Linked DNA regions of Zea mays: region 1 is linked to region 2. The links are chromatin contacts, called in public Hi-C maps. All regions are on one chromosome and are shown on one strand. Each heading gives the region's core, a stretch centred on a gene start, on an enhancer-like site or on the middle of the called end of the contact. The rest is flanking DNA. Distances are from core to core; before and after follow the strand shown. Region 1 holds the start of LOC103650155 (AMSH-like ubiquitin thioesterase 3). Region 2 holds the start of LOC100282526.

Evidence for each region. Hi-C and Micro-C count contacts between places; a contact is called where the count stands out from the background.
Region 1: a Hi-C map of leaf shows a contact between it and region 2, with 6 times the contacts expected there. The contact joins the promoter of LOC103650155 here to the promoter of LOC100282526 in region 2. A contact is called at or near these places in 2 of 25 Hi-C or Micro-C datasets (leaf and tassel).

Annotation. Positions count from the first base shown.
Region 1 is chr3:64,544,312-64,548,227 of Zm-B73-REFERENCE-NAM-5.0, reverse strand. LOC103650155 (AMSH-like ubiquitin thioesterase 3) reads right to left here and starts at 1,481. Exons shown (of 13, transcript XM_020550225.2): 1 at 1,156-1,481; 2 at 845-909; 3 at 691-763; 4 at 1-143. The coding sequence starts at 1,281.
Region 2 is chr3:64,332,440-64,336,302 of Zm-B73-REFERENCE-NAM-5.0, reverse strand. LOC100282526 reads right to left here and starts at 1,662. Exons shown (of 5, transcript NM_001155434.2): 1 at 1,267-1,662; 2 at 1,099-1,136; 3 at 759-818. The coding sequence starts at 1,537.

The sequences.
Region 1 (3,916 bases), core at 232-2,731, 210 kb before region 2:
TGCTCTATCCTACGAGTTGTACCGTAGTTTCCATTTAGACTATTAGTATTAAATTCCACAGTACTTCCTCTGTTATGCTCAACAACCTGCCGCTGCACAACTGGCTTCAATGTCTCAAGCTCTTTGATAATATCAATAAGTTTCTACAACAAAAGAACATTCATTTTTAGATAAACATCTAGGGAAAATCATACAAGATCAGCCACAAGGAATTCAGAGATGAATTGGAGAAGGCAAAAGAACATCGATGTTTGCAAGATGTTCCATGTCTACGTGCCCAACATCTGGGATCAGAACTTCAGAAGAGACTGTTGCTCAAAAGTATACTAGCAAAGTGACCGCGCAACGGTTTTCATTTATCCTTGAGTCTAGAGTATAAAACACAAAGACATATGTGTTCCGTTGGCTAGGTGGGTGTGAATGTGTGTTTGGAGCCAACTATTACAGTTTGAATCCTCATTTGTGCACAATTTTAGTTTTTTTACCAAATGTGGGTGAGCACCGAGCAGGTAGAGGTGAATGGAAGAGAAGAGGTGAGAAAGTGGTGATTCACGACGACGGTGGAAAGTGATGCTTTATAGAGTAGAGATATACGGCTAGAGATGTGTGATATTCAATCATGCAAAATTGTATACTTCACCAACTTTGAACAATAAAGATAATCTCCAAAGTTGAGCTGAGAGAAATTACATCAAAAAATGCCTTTTCTCTTAACTTGAAGGCATGGTAATCACGATGCTTCGGAATCGTCTCGCACAGCAAGCTGCATCCAGTCAGATGTCAACTATAACACCAATACACATAACCAACAGCAAGTATGAATGTGACTGAATGCCCAGCCCACCTCGAGTATCTCAGAAGGATGACATACAGGTCGAGCAAGTTACTCTCGTTCCGATATATATTAGCCTGCGACCAACATCGGAGAACCAAAATGAACACATGTCTAATTCAACGCTTTAGCAGTCGCATTAACGACGTAACAAAAATAATCCCCAATTCGTCGAATTGCATCGCGCAAAACCATCAATGAGAACTGCGGCCAATCGCCCATTAAACAACCAGACAGCTATACGTCAAGGGAGAAGAGATGGGATCAAGAAACGAAGGATCAATCCACCACGCTGGGCTCCGGGGGCTGGTTAGGGTTTCGACCTGTCGGAGGAGGCTGCCCGCGATGCGGAAGTAGTACGGGAGACTGATACGGTGGTCGACGGCGATCGGCCGCGCGCACGCCTCGATGTTGATGGCGCCAGCCCTGGCTGGCTGCGGTCGCCCCATGGCCTCTGCTTCGGCGAGGTCCTCGCCTCTGCCGGCACGGCGAGCTCGTGGGCGACGCGGGGTTAGGAAGGAGAGGAATGGAAGTAGACTTCGGTAGCGGTGAAGGAAAGGACTTGCCCAATGTCACGTTCCACCGAAAAAAATTGTTATTTTGTCACTCGTACACTCGTAGTTTGGGCTTTCTACTGATATATCACCTCGTCACTCGTGTATATAACTTATCGAATTATATGTGTTTATGATTTATGGATCCAAGCCCATAGCTAACAATAAAAAATAGCAAATAGCTCTTTAAAATGTTTACAACATTAAATATAGATTACGCTCCAACAGTTAAGCCTTAAATCCTATATTTTAGGAAGTAAATAATGTTATTAGAAAATATTAAGAATAATGTAAAAAATAAGGATAAAGCATTCATGCTGGTGTAGTATAGTTTGAGTCACTTCATAGGTACTCTATATTTTTATAGGAAATGTAAAATAAGATATTATTATAGTTGATTTTTACGAGTTAAGTTCTATATTTCAAAATAGAGCACTGATGTGCTGCACTTAAATGCACAGGCTATATGTTAGTGGGTTCTAATTCGTCTTAGAATTAGACTTCATATCAATATCCAAATTGTCCCAATTTATTTTAAAATCAGAATATGTACCATGTTTGGATGCACCGTTTCATCTTGAATGGTGACTATATATCACGCCACGAGGAATGCTAACTCTCAACCTTGGAGATTTGTTCAATATTTACACTATATGTATTAATTTGTCTTGAAGTGACCGCTTAGTTTGCAACCAAAATTTTGCCACAAAAAGTTTAGCAAGCAAAAGTTGTAAAAAAACATATGTTTGGCAAGTCAAAAATGAGAGGTGTAGTAAACTAATTGCTAAAATCATAGCTTGTTGAACCTTTGAATATTTTGAAAAAGGCAACCAAACACGTACAACATGTGATCAATGTCACCAACTCATCTAAACACTGCACATGTCATTCTAGTGACCGGTATACATAAAACCTAACATAGTTACACCTTCTCGTCTAAACATCTATGCAGATGTCATTATGCTCTTGAAGCACGTTTCTACCTCCTTTATTTCCTATGCCATAGACATCATATTTTATTGTTGTTGTGTATTTATGTTACACTAGTCACCCTTGTTTTAACAATTTTTAACAAATTCCTACGTTGACGACTATGATCTCAATTTAGCTAGGTAACTTAGCCTCTTTCACATTTGAAATTATATTGCATATCTGCTTCGCGATTAACAATTGTGATGATCTTTGTGTTTACCCATTAATTGCTCATGCTCTCTTTGCTCTTGTTAATGCTCGTCTGATATTTAGGCCACCTAGGTGCACATTCTAGTTGCTTGCTTGTAGTCTAAGCAACAGTTGTATGTTGGATAATGGTGTTAATGGATCGCTAACAAATGTTGCTTCATCGTCTGTTTGAGCACTTAATTAATTTTAGTTCAAAATTGAATAGAAATAGAGTCTGATCCTAATTCAATCTGATCCTTAAAATATCCTTAAATTTTATAGTGCAAAGTTTAGAGTCCATTACCAACCCTAAGGATGGTCTCACACATACCTTGACTTTGGTCACTCCTAGTATATATGTATAGGTGTATGTGTCAACTCCGTTCATCTACTCAGTGATTAGCGACACTAGTGTTTGGTTCAAGAGTCAGGTGGAACTGAGCAACTCTATTCTAACTTTAGTAGTATTTGATTGATAAATGTCCAGAACAAAACAACTATAAAAAGAGAATATTCTTCTAATATGTTGAATCTCATCACTACCTAAAAACCATCGAACCTTTTTACTCATGAAATAGAAGTTAATCATTCTATCTTTCAAATATGAAATAGAGCTATTCCATTATCATAAACTAGAATGGAGTCATTTCATCAAACCAGGTTCTAGAACCACTGCCCAAGGAAATTCCCCGCAGACCGCATGCATAACTCAACTCGACACTCAATCCATCACTAAGCGTTCAGAGCAAGTTTAATAATGCAGCTGACCGTTGGCTTAAAAAATCTTTGTAGCCTACCATTTAGCTCATCCGTATAGTAGTTAACTCTTCATGCATGACCTCACTTGTATCTCTCATAAAGTTTCTTGGTTCTTGTTTCTAACCCAATTATAAGTTTACAACCCGCTTCTTCTCTCTCCTTTTCTTTCTCCTCCACTTCTAATGTCCCAAGTCGGAGGCCCATGGTTCTTATTATACTTGCTCTCAAGTAGAAGGTCCCATGGCCACATGTGATCCCAATCAATCATACAGGTTGACGAGCAGCAACAATGCAACATCTGACCATGGCTCATGGCGAGCGATATTTGAGGGGGTTGCTTCCCCTATCGGTCTGTCACTTACCATGTTGCACCGTCACGGTGTAGCCTCACTGTAGAGATCTGAGAACAAACTCAGGCACGTGACAGGACAAATGATATGCTGGAGTAGCGTGACGCTGAGCGGACAACGATAACGAATCAAATCAGGCCATCAGGTTTGTTGTGGTGTTGATTCATCCATTACTAGTTAGTTGTTTGTACTATACATGGCTACGATTTCTATATATCATATAGGTAGTCCTTGCTAAAATAAGATATTTATTCAAACAC
Region 2 (3,863 bases), core at 413-2,912:
TAACCGAAGGTCCTGGGTTCGAGCCCCAGCCTCTGCATATTATGCGGGTAAGGCTTGGCAATTAAAGATACCCTTCCCTAGATCCCGCACAGTGCGGGAAGCCTATGGCACTAGGTACGCCCTTTTTTTACAAAGTCATCTATTTTGGAACTGAGGGAGTAACTCTGTAATCAGTAGGAACTCATTGTAGCAGTTGGTCAAACAGGGTTCTGAATCATTCAACAAAGCCCTGATTCAACTGCTTGAGGCGAACAAATCCATGTGTAGTATAAGTTCCAATCTTAAGCACAATGCAGAAGCAACAACAACTACCAAAGTTTTATGATGAAAGATAAAATTTGCGGGATAAATGTGGACATTGGGCACAGCATAGATTAGTGGAAACTTGTTACCCAGTTACCCAGTGAGAAACTACAAGTTAAGTTACGTTAGCAAACTAGCACAAGCTTTAGATACTGTGCAAAAATGGGCACATTGCATATGTACACCACAAAAAAGAATCTTAAAACATCACGAAGCTATCAATAATGGCAAACACAGTGGTTCAAAACTTGTCTTTCAAGAACATCAGAACACGCAGTTCAAGCAGGTAACAAATATTGATTGTTGAAACAGGAATAACATTTCACATTCAGAACCATTAAAAACAAGGTCAAAGCCTTTTTGTTTCCATTCACATGGCCTTACAATCAGTACGCATAGCAACTCAGCAGATATAGCACAAAAGACAAAATCATAGAAACACAAAATAAGCTTACCAGGTCAGTGACATATTCCACAACAATGTCTTCCACAAGTGCAACGGTTTCTGGAAGTGGCTGCAAAATAAAAAACACCACATATGAGCAAAGAATCCAATTTCTGTTTCTAAGGAAAAAAACCATCTGCCTCTTACGTGGAAGATATTTAAATAATCATACATAAGCATTGCAAAATAAAGGTTCAATGCATATTATCATCACTACCACAAGACACCTTTTAAACATCACTTGCAATGTAAATTACTGCTCTGAACTACATAGAATGGCTTATTGCTCGCAGCATATATTTAAAAGAATAAATTAAGGAATTTAACAGGAAGTTGTTCAGTAAACTCACATTTGGATCATCCCCAAAGCCATACATCATGTGTTGCACTGCAAGAACGTCAACAAAAATTATACTATAACACATAAAATTGAGGATGAGCAGCAACTGAATTGAATGCCTAAGTGACAGAACAACAAAGGCTAAAAATTTGCCCAGTAATGAGTAAGCGTCCCTTACGGTCTTTCTGGAAGACGCCGCGCTTGCGCTTGAGGGTGGTGGCGGACGCGTCAGCGCCACCACCGCCACCGCCGGCAGAGTGGTGGTGGGAGGAGGAACCGTGGCCCAAAGCCGCGGCCTGCGCTGCCGCCGACTTGCCCTTGGAAGGCGTCCCCGATGGCGCCGGCGTCGCAGCGTGGTTGCCGCTAGGGTTCGGCGCCGACGACTTGCCCTTGGACGGCGCCGACGTCGGGGCGGCCGTCGCGGGGTGGTGGCCGCTAGGGTTCTGCATCTCTGCGGTGTTTGGGGTGCGTCGGAGGTCCAGGAGAGCAGGGTAAGGCGGAGAAGTGGAGAACACGGCAGCCTTTTCGATTCCCGGCCCGGGGTAGCCGGGAGGATGCCGATTTCCGCGAACAAGAGCGGAATCGCACGAAGCGCGTCAGTTTCTATAGACTAAGGGCTTGGATCGCAGCCTCACTTGCCACACTTTGCCTGACTTTTCTGTCTAAGATTAGTTATTCAATTCGAACGACTAACCTTAGACAAAGTGTGGCATAGTTAGCCACGAACCAAACTGCCCTTAATTCTGTAATTCATAGTTCTGGAATTTTAGTCTCATTTACTAATAGCTAAATATCCGGATTAATAGAGAGATTATCTATATTTTAATTCATATGTTTATTCATTCAGAAATTAAAAAAATTAAAATTAAGAGACTAAAATTAGTTTTTAGAAATTAAACATCATATCAGTCGGCTCCCAATTAGTAGCACAGAACCCGCAAGCGGCTGGCTAGCGTAGCCGCTACTCCATATCCCAAAATATTTTGTGTCCCTTTTTTTCCTGTTCATATTTAGATAAATCTTTACTACTACTTAATACTACAATGTAGATGTTTATAATGCACGGTTATGCCCCTCTCCACACCCCGACATCCTCCCCTTCGCGCGCTCCTCACCCTTCCATCTGCGATCCCCGTCACCCGCAATTCCCGGAGGGAACTGAAAGGGAAATATGGTTATCCATTTCCTACAATTAATTCTAGTGGTTGATAGTCAACACAAACAAATGGACTAACTAGTTTGTCTAGAACTCATATATTACAGGTGCATAAGGTTCAACACAAATCAATAAAAAATCAAGTTAGGGACTCAATTTGAAACGGAGCAAAGGACTTGAATGTGCTGAAGATTGGCGCACCGGACAGTGTCCGGTGCACCAGGGCCGTATAGGTGTCAACCAGCCACTCTCGGGAAAACGAAAGCGCGCTCTGCTATAACTCACCAGACTGTCCGGTGTGCCAACGGAATGTCCGGTGAGCCAGCGGAGCAACGACTATCTGCGCGCAACGGTTGACTCTGACAGATCAACAATGCAGCGCAGAAGTCAGAGCAGGAAGTCAGAGGGCACCGGACTGTCCGGTGCCGCAAGAGGACAAAGCTCCAACGGACTTCGCTCCGAACCCTAACGGTCGGGTGATGTGGCGGCGCACCAGACAGCGCACAGTACATGTCCGGTGGCGCACCGGACTGTCCGGTGCAGCCATCACCAGCGGCCTCCCCAACGGCTACCAAAGTGGTTGGGGGCTATAAATACCCCCAACCACCACAACCTTGGGGATCCAAGTTTTCTGAAGATCATATTCAATACAAGAGCTCTAGCATTCATTCTAAGACACAATACAAAAGGTCAAATCCTCTCCGAGTCCTAAATTCATTCCAAACACTTAGTGGCTTGTGAGAAAGAGATTTTTGTGTTCATTTGCGCTCTTGTCGCTTCGATTGCCTTTCTTCTTTTCCTATTCTTATTCTCAAGTGCTTTGTAAGCGAGGCAAGAGACACCAAGTGTGTGGTGGTCCTTGCAAGGTCTTAGTGACCCGTGAGATTAAGAAAGAAGGTTCACTCGGTCTAAGTGACCGTTTGAGAGAGGGAAAGGGTTAAAATAGACCCGGTCTTTGTGACCTCCTCAACGGGGACTAGGTTCTTTGGAACCGAACCTCGGTAACACAAATCATCGTGTCATTCGCCTTGATTCTTGTTTGATTTGTTTTCCCCTCTCTTTCCGACTTGAATTTAATTCTAGCGCTAACCCCCGACTTGTAGTGTGTGTTTAAAGTTATAAATTTTAGGTTTCGCCTATTTACCCCCCTCTAGGCGACTTCCAATTGGTATCAGAGCCAGTGCTTCATTAAGAGTCTAACAACTCGAAGTGATGTCTAGAGATCACGCCAAGAGGGAGATCATGACCGACGACAAGTCCGCAAGCACGGGGAGGACTCTCTCAAGGTAGTCCGGCAACAAACACAAGGAGGAATCCTCTTCCTCCACCAAGTCGCATCGGAAAGGTGACAAGAAGAAGATGATGAAAAAGGTGGTCTACTATGAGACAGACTGTTCGTCACCCTCCACATCAAGCTCTGAGTCATCCGTCGCTTCTAAGCGCCATGAGCGCAAGAAGTATAGTAAGATGCCTCTACGCTATCCTCGTATTTCAAAGCGCGCTCCATTACTTTCCGTACCCCTAGGCAAGCCACCGTATTTTAATGGTGAAGATTATTGTATGTGGAGTGATAAAATGAGGCACCATCTAACCTCACTCCACGAAAGTATTTAGGATAT